Regions from separate parts of the Zea mays genome. Here regions 1 and 3 are each linked to region 2. The links are chromatin contacts, called in public Hi-C maps. All regions are on one chromosome and are shown on one strand. Each heading gives the region's core, a stretch centred on a gene start, on an enhancer-like site or on the middle of the called end of the contact. The rest is flanking DNA. Distances are from core to core; before and after follow the strand shown. Region 1 holds the start of LOC100276421 (GW2). Region 2 holds the start of LOC100191299 (Peroxisome biogenesis protein 7). Region 3 has its middle 53 kb from the start of LOC103627003.

What was found. A called contact is a pair of places that touch in the nucleus more often than the background predicts.
Region 1: a contact with region 2 is called in a Hi-C map of ear, with 2.8 times the contacts expected there. The contact joins the promoter of LOC100276421 here to the promoter of LOC100191299 in region 2. A contact is called at or near these places in 2 of 25 Hi-C or Micro-C datasets (ear and leaf).
Region 3: a Hi-C map of ear shows a contact between it and region 2, with 1.9 times the contacts expected there. The contact joins the enhancer-like site here to the promoter of LOC100191299 in region 2. A contact is called at or near these places in 2 of 25 Hi-C or Micro-C datasets (ear and tassel).

Annotation. Positions count from the first base shown.
Region 1 is chr5:147,337,496-147,340,335 of Zm-B73-REFERENCE-NAM-5.0, reverse strand. It overlaps LOC100276421 (GW2), which reads right to left and starts at 1,433. Exons shown (of 8, transcript NM_001150219.1): 1 at 1,026-1,433. The coding sequence starts at 1,229.
Region 2 is chr5:147,652,595-147,655,363 of Zm-B73-REFERENCE-NAM-5.0, reverse strand. LOC100191299 (Peroxisome biogenesis protein 7) reads left to right here and starts at 1,447. Exons shown (of 1, transcript NM_001136733.1): 1 at 1,447-2,627. The coding sequence starts at 1,514. The coding sequence ends at 2,473.
Region 3 is chr5:147,948,333-147,951,101 of Zm-B73-REFERENCE-NAM-5.0, reverse strand. No RefSeq gene overlaps it. Among protein-coding and RNA genes, the nearest start is that of LOC103627003, 53 kb to the left of the region's middle. Within about 2 kb of position 1,356, at least 12 of the 20 cell types and tissues checked have an H3K27ac peak or open chromatin away from gene starts, as enhancers often do. A contact at or near this core is called in ear, where this site is marked.

The DNA of each region.
Region 1 (2,840 bases), core at 184-2,683, 320 kb after region 2:
ATGTAACGATACAACCATAAGACAGAAGTGCCCAATACGCTGGTACTGAGCTAACTAGGCATGGAACTGGAGCAGTTTCTTGCGAGGCTCGTATAATACGCCCATTTCAAGTGATGTGCAAGCCTGTTACCACACTACCATCACATAGGAGTAGAACAGTAGAACATTCGTAAGCCATGTTGCTCCAGGAATTAGAATCAATGGGGCACTGGTGGCACTGGTGGCACTCATAACCTCATATAGCACAGCGGTTAGCCATCCAAAAGGAATTCAGAAAATTCTCCAAACAACATGATCAAAGCATCAAATGTGGTGTGATAACAATCTTAGGACAACATGGTAGCGCATTTTGCACAATGTACATATACAGTATGATGTCCTAGCAGAGCATGAGCAGTAGGTACCATCCCAGACACATACGCAGAACAAAAAAAAAACAATGATGCCCACCGTTACCGCGCTTTTGACTACTTGTTGGCAACTCTGGGGTATCAGGCAAAACAGTCAAGTACTCTCAAGTCATTGAAAACACGGAAATGTTCGGCTGGTCCTAAAACAAGCCCCTAGAATATCCCTAACAACAATGCACGTACAGAAGCAGAGCAGAAGGTAACAGTCGCCTGCGCACAGAACAAACAAAATACGACGCCGCCGTGACTGCACTTTGCAGAACTAGTCGACAAAATTGTGCTGTTAGCCTAGAAACGTGGCTAAGCGTACTGAAACCCACGGTCCTAGGAGGAGGTTCCAGAGCACACAGCATCTAGAACCGCGTGCACGGTCGTCGACCTCCCCCCACCCAGTCAGTAACAGAATCGCGGCAACGGCACACGCAAATCCAACAGAGTCAGGCGCCAATGGACCCAGTAACCCCCCCGCCGAAATCTTCCCCCCTCAGTCCAGGTCTCTAACCGTGGACCGTGGTCGGGCATTCCCGCCACAGCAGACGGCGCCGCCGCCGACGCCGCCGACGCCGAAATCGGGGGTGCGTGAGGGTGGGGGGAGATCTCCCCGCGCGTGCTTACCAGGAAGCAGATGGGGCACTCCTCGAGGTCCCCTCCGCCGGGCGCGGCGTCGTCGGCGCCCGGGTAGCAGGGCGCGAGCTTGGCCTCGAGGATGAGCTTGCGCAGCTTCTTCTGGTCGATGTCCTTGTGGTCGTAGAGACCCTGCGGCCGCGTGAACCGCTCCTCCACCCCCGACTTGCGCCGCCCGCCTATCCGGTTCCCCATCCCTCCCAGATCCGCCTCCGCCGCCGGAGACGAAGCCTTGCTCGGTCGCTTACCCCCCCGGGACCCGGAGTCACAGTAGACACATACGGTGTATACGCAACAGGAGTCAGGAGGGGAGGGGGCGTATGCACTGTCGCAGCGGCCGAGGCGAGGTGGTGGGACGTGGGAGTGGGGGGTTTTTTGTTTTCAAAAAAGTTTTTCCTCGGTGCGGGCGGGTGGGGACTGGGGTGGAGATGAAAGGCGTATGCAAAAGAGAGAGAGGCGGGCAAAAGAGAAGCGGGCGCCGGGCGGGCGGGCGGGCGACGGACGGAAACGCAGCAGGGGCAGCCGCTTCTGCCCTGCCGCTGTGCTGCGACGGCGAGAGTGACTGCGGGTGCGGCGCGGCTTCCCTTCACTCCGCCCGTAAACCTGCTGCTGCTGCTGCGGTTACTATAAACCGGGGCGGGGACCCTCCTCCTACCGGCAAGCAGGGCCGCGCTTTGCAGTTGCAATTTGCAAGGGACAACGACTGTGGAGCCTCTCATCACTGAGACGAGGAAGTCGTAGGCAGCGGCCTAACGGTACTGTTTGATATTCACACTTTCGAATTTGCCTTGTTTTACTTGATCACTGACACTTGCTAAATCAGCTTGTTTTTCCTTGATCGCAAGGTGTCTGATACAGATAAAATTTTGTTGCCCTATGTCCCCCCTCCCCTCACTTTTGGTTGTTTTAAATCCCTAAGGCTTTGTTTGTGCAAAGAGAGATTGAAGTGAATTGAGGTGTATTGGAGGGATTGAAAGAGAAATTAGTTCATATTACACTTCGATACGTTCCATACCACCTCAATCCACTTTAATCCGAGATTGTCCAAACAAACCCTAATTTGGTGCGCAGAATACTCTGTATCTCAGAGGGACAAACACAAACACACACCCGCGCGCGGTACTGGTGTGCACATGACCGTGACTCAATTAACCGTGCCCTTACATCCAGCGGGCCTGCCACGGTATTTATTCGCCAGAATTTATGAATTACAGCCGCATTCCGTTGTGCTGCTACCACAACAACAATGCACGGGCGACGATCCGTACCCTGGCATGGCGAGAAAAGCTTCCTCATGTGCAGCGGCAGGCCAGCAGCATTTAACGAGACGGTACAAGTGCGTGAGTAGTTGGAGAGGAGGAGGGGGGGCACCAACCCTAAAAAGCGTCCACTTTGCCTCTGGGCTGCATGCAAATGGGGCGGGCGGGGCGACTACGCATTGATGAGACGAGAGGAGATACGCTGCACACTTTGCGGCGTCGGTACCAGGCCAGTTCCCAGGCCCTGGCTAAGGCTAGCTGGGTGAGAAAAAAAATGAGGCTCATGCTTTGCCAAAGATCCTGCTGCTAATAATGTGGTGAGAGTATACTAGTAGTATATGCTTTGCACTTGCTGCATAGTATGGGTAAGGCACAGGACACCTGGGTTCTGGTCAAGCGTTGCAACCAAGAAGTAGCAATTGGATAGCATGTCTTGAGTCATGAGCAAACGAAACGATCGTTTTGTGTATCGTATTCCACTGGTTCATTTAGTTGTCCAGTGGACATTCTACATTCTTACTAATTTTATGAATAACTAGCTCAGTGC
Region 2 (2,769 bases), core at 198-2,697:
TCTTGCTTCCATCGAAGGCTTGCACTATGCGCCCAGTGAACACGTGGTGTCACCGAACCCCTGCCTGGATCCAAAGTAGAGCCTAGGGGCATCTTCTGCCCTCAAGCACCGGACGCCCCTGTTGGGGACCCATACCCCATAGGGGGCTCGGTTTGTATACATGTAGGTCCTGGACTTTCTAGGGGGGTCCGGACTACGCACATGGGGGTTCAGGACCCATCCATGTGGGTCCAGACCCATTAGTGAAGTCCCTTAGCACATGATTAGAGATAACCATGTGGGTACTGCGTTTTGGTACAGTAGTAAGGGGTATCCCAGTTCTGTGGTACCGACAGACGCCCTTCTAGACCTTCATTGTTCCTCGTGCGTTACTGAGGCATGAGGGAACATGCGGAGGGGCGGGACGACACATTCTGTATTCTCCCTACTCTACAACCTACGTCGTAGCCTTTGCCCACACGCCAACAAGACCGGGCAGAGAACAAGACTGGACGAAGAAGACCTCGATCCACTAGTATTACCCTGTGATCTTTTTGTATCCCTGGGCCAACTTGTCGTGGCTCAGGCGCCATGTAGGCCCTCCCTTAGGGTATAAAAGGGAGGGACACTTGGTAGAAATCAAAACGACCTGAAGTTGTTCAGGTCGGGACGGCTCATAAGAACACACACACAGAGAGAGAGAAAGGGGACACACTTTTGAATCCCCTCGAAGGCATCTCCAACCAATTTTAGGCTTTCTCAAACTCTGAGCAATACAACTAACAAGTAGAGTAGGGTATTACACTATGACGACCGAACCAATCTAAACCCTTATGTGTTCTTGTGTTCATCCGGCTCAGTAGGCAAACCATAGGATGTCCCCCTATTCATAGGATTAGGTGGGTACACTCCACCACCCAGCTGGAGTTTTCTCTCCGACAAATAGTATTACTATCGTTAGAACCGGTCTAACAACAACTCTAAAGGGGTGTTTCGTTCACATCTCCTAAACTTTAGTTAGTCACTTTTAATTCCTAAACTATTAAGCGGTGTGACTAAGGAAGTGTTTGAATGCACTAGAACTAATAGTTAGTTAGCTAAAAATTGTTAGTGGAATTAGCTAGCTAACAAATAACTACCTAACTATTAAATAATTTACCATAAATACCTAAAAACTATTAGATAGGGTGTTTGGATGTCTAAATAAATTTTAGTCACTGACTATTAGCTCTAGTGCATTCAAACATCCCCTAAATAAAGTCTTCCAAATATATTTTTTTAAACTGAAGTTTAGGAGAGTGACAAGAGGAATAACACCCATGAGTTAAGTGGTGTTTTTACTGGGCAGCAGCAAGATTTCACTGTTGATGACATCATTTGTTTTTACTGTGTCAGCCTGCCACGGACCAGGACTGAACGCACCACAGAGGCATCATCAATCGAAAAAGAAAATTAAAAAGGAAAAATAAAATTAAAATCCAAGTCTTACGCGAGTCCCCTTCCCGATCCGCCGGCCGATCCACCCACCGCCGCCATGCCGGCGTTCAAGGCCCCGGCGCCGGGCTTCGCCGTGCGCTTCAGCCCCTTCCACGAGAACCGCCTCCTCGCCGCCACGTCCCAGCACTTCGGTCTCGTGGGTAACGGTCACCTCATCGTCCTCGACCTAGCCGGCGGCGGGCCTGGGGCCGCCCCGGCGCCGGTCTTCTCCTTCCCGACCTCCGATGCGCTCTTCGACTGCGCGTGGTCCGAGTCCCACGACTCCCTCTGCGCCGCCGCCTCCGGGGACGGCTCCGTGCGCCTTTTCGACGCCGCTCTCCCGCCGGCGCAGAACCCCGTGCGGCTCCTCCGGGAGCACGCACGGGAGGTGCACGGCCTCGACTGGAACCCCGTCCGCCGGGACGCCTTCATCTCCGCCTCCTGGGACGACACGCTCAAGCTCTGGTCCCCCGACCGCCCAGCCTCCGTCCGCACCTTCCGGGGCCACGAGTACTGCGTGTACGCCGCCGCCTGGTCCGCGCGCCACCCGGACGTCTTCGCGTCGGCCTCCGGGGACCGAACCGCGCGCGTCTGGGACGTCCGGGATCCCGCGCCCACGCTCATCCTGCCCGCGCACGACCACGAGGTGCTCTCGCTCGACTGGGACAAGTACGACCCCTCCATCCTCGCCACCGCCTCCGTCGACAAGTCCATCCGCGTCTGGGACGTGCGCGCGCCGCGGGCGCCCATCGCGCAGCTCGCCGGACACAGCTACGCCGTTAAGCGGGTCCGTTTCTCGCCGCACCGCCAGGGCATGCTCATGTCATGCTCCTACGACATGACTGTCTGCATGTGGGACTACCGCGCCGAGGATGCTCTGCTCGCCAGGTACAATCACCACACGGAGTTCGTTGCCGGCATCGACATGAGCGTCCTCGTCGACGGCTTGCTCGCTAGCACCGGATGGGACGAGATGGTCTACATCTGGCCATTTGGGACGGATCCAAGAGCCATGTAGCACGCAGATGCAATAGACCAGGTGATTTGTACTATTGGTTTTCAGCTTTGCATTGGGCGGTGGTAATACTAATTACATGCTCCTACATGTTCAGTTACTATCTCTTCAAATGAGTTGAAGAAGTTGGAATAATGTCAAAAAATTGTTCAGTTACTATCTCATTGAGCTCTAGCCTCTCTTATACTAGTAAGAAGGAAATGGTTCGCATGCTCATAACACCTGCTGATAACCATAGGCCACGATATCTTGATAGTCCAATAACATAACTTGCCTTTCTAGAAGGGAAAATCTAGTGC
Region 3 (2,769 bases), core at 107-2,606, 300 kb before region 2:
GGATATGAGGTGCGGGCCTCGGTTTTATACCATGAGTCACGAGGATTTGCTAGCTAGCGGATCCCAATCTGCTGGCGAGTTTGTTGTGGGTGGTTACATGGTGACGTTGGGTTTGTTATAGATTAGAAATCAATGGCGAATCTAGGTATAAGCGTGAGGAACTGTGAGGATGATTCGTGGGCCCCACAAATCAGTTAACACGATGGTCTTGTGCACGTAGAAGCGTGGGTGCAGAGCGAGGCTGACATGCTGGTCCCGTAGGTCGGTGCTACTCGGCGCGCGCCCGGCTGCTGGGCTAGCGGCGTGGGATAGATGGGCCAGAGCAAGGAAAATCGGCTAGGTACAGGTTTGTCTTTTCTTTTTTTATTTTCATTTCTATTTCTCAGTTTTCGAATTCAGGTTTGTTTTATATTTTCATTTGTGAATTTGGCAAATCAAATGCAACAACAAGAGATACCAGCATGATGCATATTTTGTTTTATTTATTTTTTTAATTATTAATTGCTTTACTCAAATCCATAATTGTTGATATGCATAAAATAAACAAAGTCATATGAACCATGTAACCAAAAGGAATCTTTTATTCCTCTAATTTTTTTTGGGTATTACATATAGACTATGGGATTTAATATGTAGACTAGTAAATATGCGAGACATTAGGCCATCCTCAGTAAAAGTTTCATGGGCACGATTAACTAGAGCGACACATCGTCTAAGGAGGTTTGAAACTATGATGAAATAGTCTCACTCAATACATAGTTTCATCTTTGTTGTTTCCAAGGTCACATGTAAGACATAAACATTTTGGAAACAATGTATAGATGGTTTTATCACTATGAAACTCATTTCATCCTTTCACCGTTAATACACTGTCGTATCATAAAAATGCTGACATAATAGCCTATTTAATATCCATAAAACTCCTACCGAGAATGGCCTCAGTGGTAGGTCCTCCCGTTGGAGTTCATATGTTTTTCAACAAAACCGACTTCAAATCGTCGAATCTTGCAGGCAGCCGTACTTGCATGTAACTCTGAATTTTGTAGCAAGCAGTAGGAACCTAATCCTGATTCCTGACATCATGGGGATGCTATGATTCTCCTGACCACAGTTGACCTTCTCTCCTCTCGATGAAGCGAGAGGGCCCCTCGATCGCGTTTTCCCTCTCTCCCGATCCAGATTTAGATAACCACACAGCCAATTATCCGGCTCGCTTTGTTTAGTCTTGTGCATGTTTCATCACATGCCCCGACATACCGTCCAAAATTCCTCTTTGTCTCGGCTCAGCATGGTGGTCGCCCATCGGAATTAAAGTGGGCGTGGGGAAGAGGTCCATGACCCGCCCGGGAGAAGCGGAGACTGTTGCTCTGTCGTCACCTTCCAGTCCAGTCCAGGGCAGTAGAGTATCACTGCTTGTCAGTCGGGGTGCGGGCTAACATAAATTTTTATTTTCTTTTATCCAGCACCGATGCAGAAGGGCAGAAGGAAGAGGAAGCTAAACATGATCAGTTTACTGAATCTAGGAACTTCATTTTTTTTCTTCTCCCTATCGTCGACGTCTCATCGGTTTACACTGTTTTTTTATTGTTCAACTGTCTCTTTCTCTGGTTTCTTTTTTTCTGAAAAACATCTTTGGTAGGTAGCTGAAGCCATTTCGCAAATCGTTTGATAGAAACGACTTATGCCAGAGCCAGAGCTATTTTATAAAAGTTGTTCGGCAGGGTTTTGGCTTTTTTCCAAAAAAAAACAGGGCTCTGCATATGAGCTTTCAATAACTCTGTGCTTATTACTTCCAAGATAAGGGTGAGGCTGGGATGTTTGGTTTAAAGAATCACTACATCCAAATTAAAATGGTGCATCATGGATTCATTCTTCAAATTTAGTGAAATGATCACATTTCTCATATTAATACTAATTAAGTAACTATGAAGAATGAGTTGGTAATGGATCAACTCATTCCATTTCACAAACCAAACAAAAATAGTGAGGAGTGAGAAGATGATGGAATAACTCATTCCTCAAACCAAACACCTAATAATCTGCAGAACGGTGCTGCGGCAGAAAATTCTATCGCGAGAAATGTGATTGGCGTGAGATTGACAGGTAATACTACTATTAAATATGGAATTATGAATTGGGTCTGGAATGAGTTGATCTCGGGTGTCACTAAGATCGTCCTTACGGAATCATTCCACAAGTTGGCCAGCGCAACGACTCGGTATTTGCTGATAAACTACTCGTACGGTTTCACCAAACACCTGTGGAACCGTCCCCTTGCTGATTCTTCTGCAAGATTCGCAGACAAAGACGTCCTATTATTCAGGATAATTTCATTGCCATTACATGCTGAATAGATCTGCTGAAATATGTACGTTAGAGTTGTATTAAGTGAATTAACCTTAAAAGTTTGTTTGAATATATCACAATTTGGATTGTGTCCATCAACTTTTGTTCTGGTTGTTTTAAAGCCGGCGTTGGGCATTATTGCTGGCCGACAGGTCGGACGATCTAGCCCTGTGGTCTGCATGGTTTGTATCCCTTGGACAGTCCGTCGTGTCAATGCGACCGAACGGTCCAAAAATAGATTAGTTCATGCTAGAGTCCTTATCTCTTACAGGGTTATACCAATAACTCGCGAGAAATTATTGGAGTTCACTTAGCAACGAGTCCAGACACTGCTACAGTAAACCTCTACACAGGCGGTTCCAGGAACCACTTGTGGTGCACCGCCAGTGATGTAAAACAATATCTTAGGCGGTCAATCTAAAA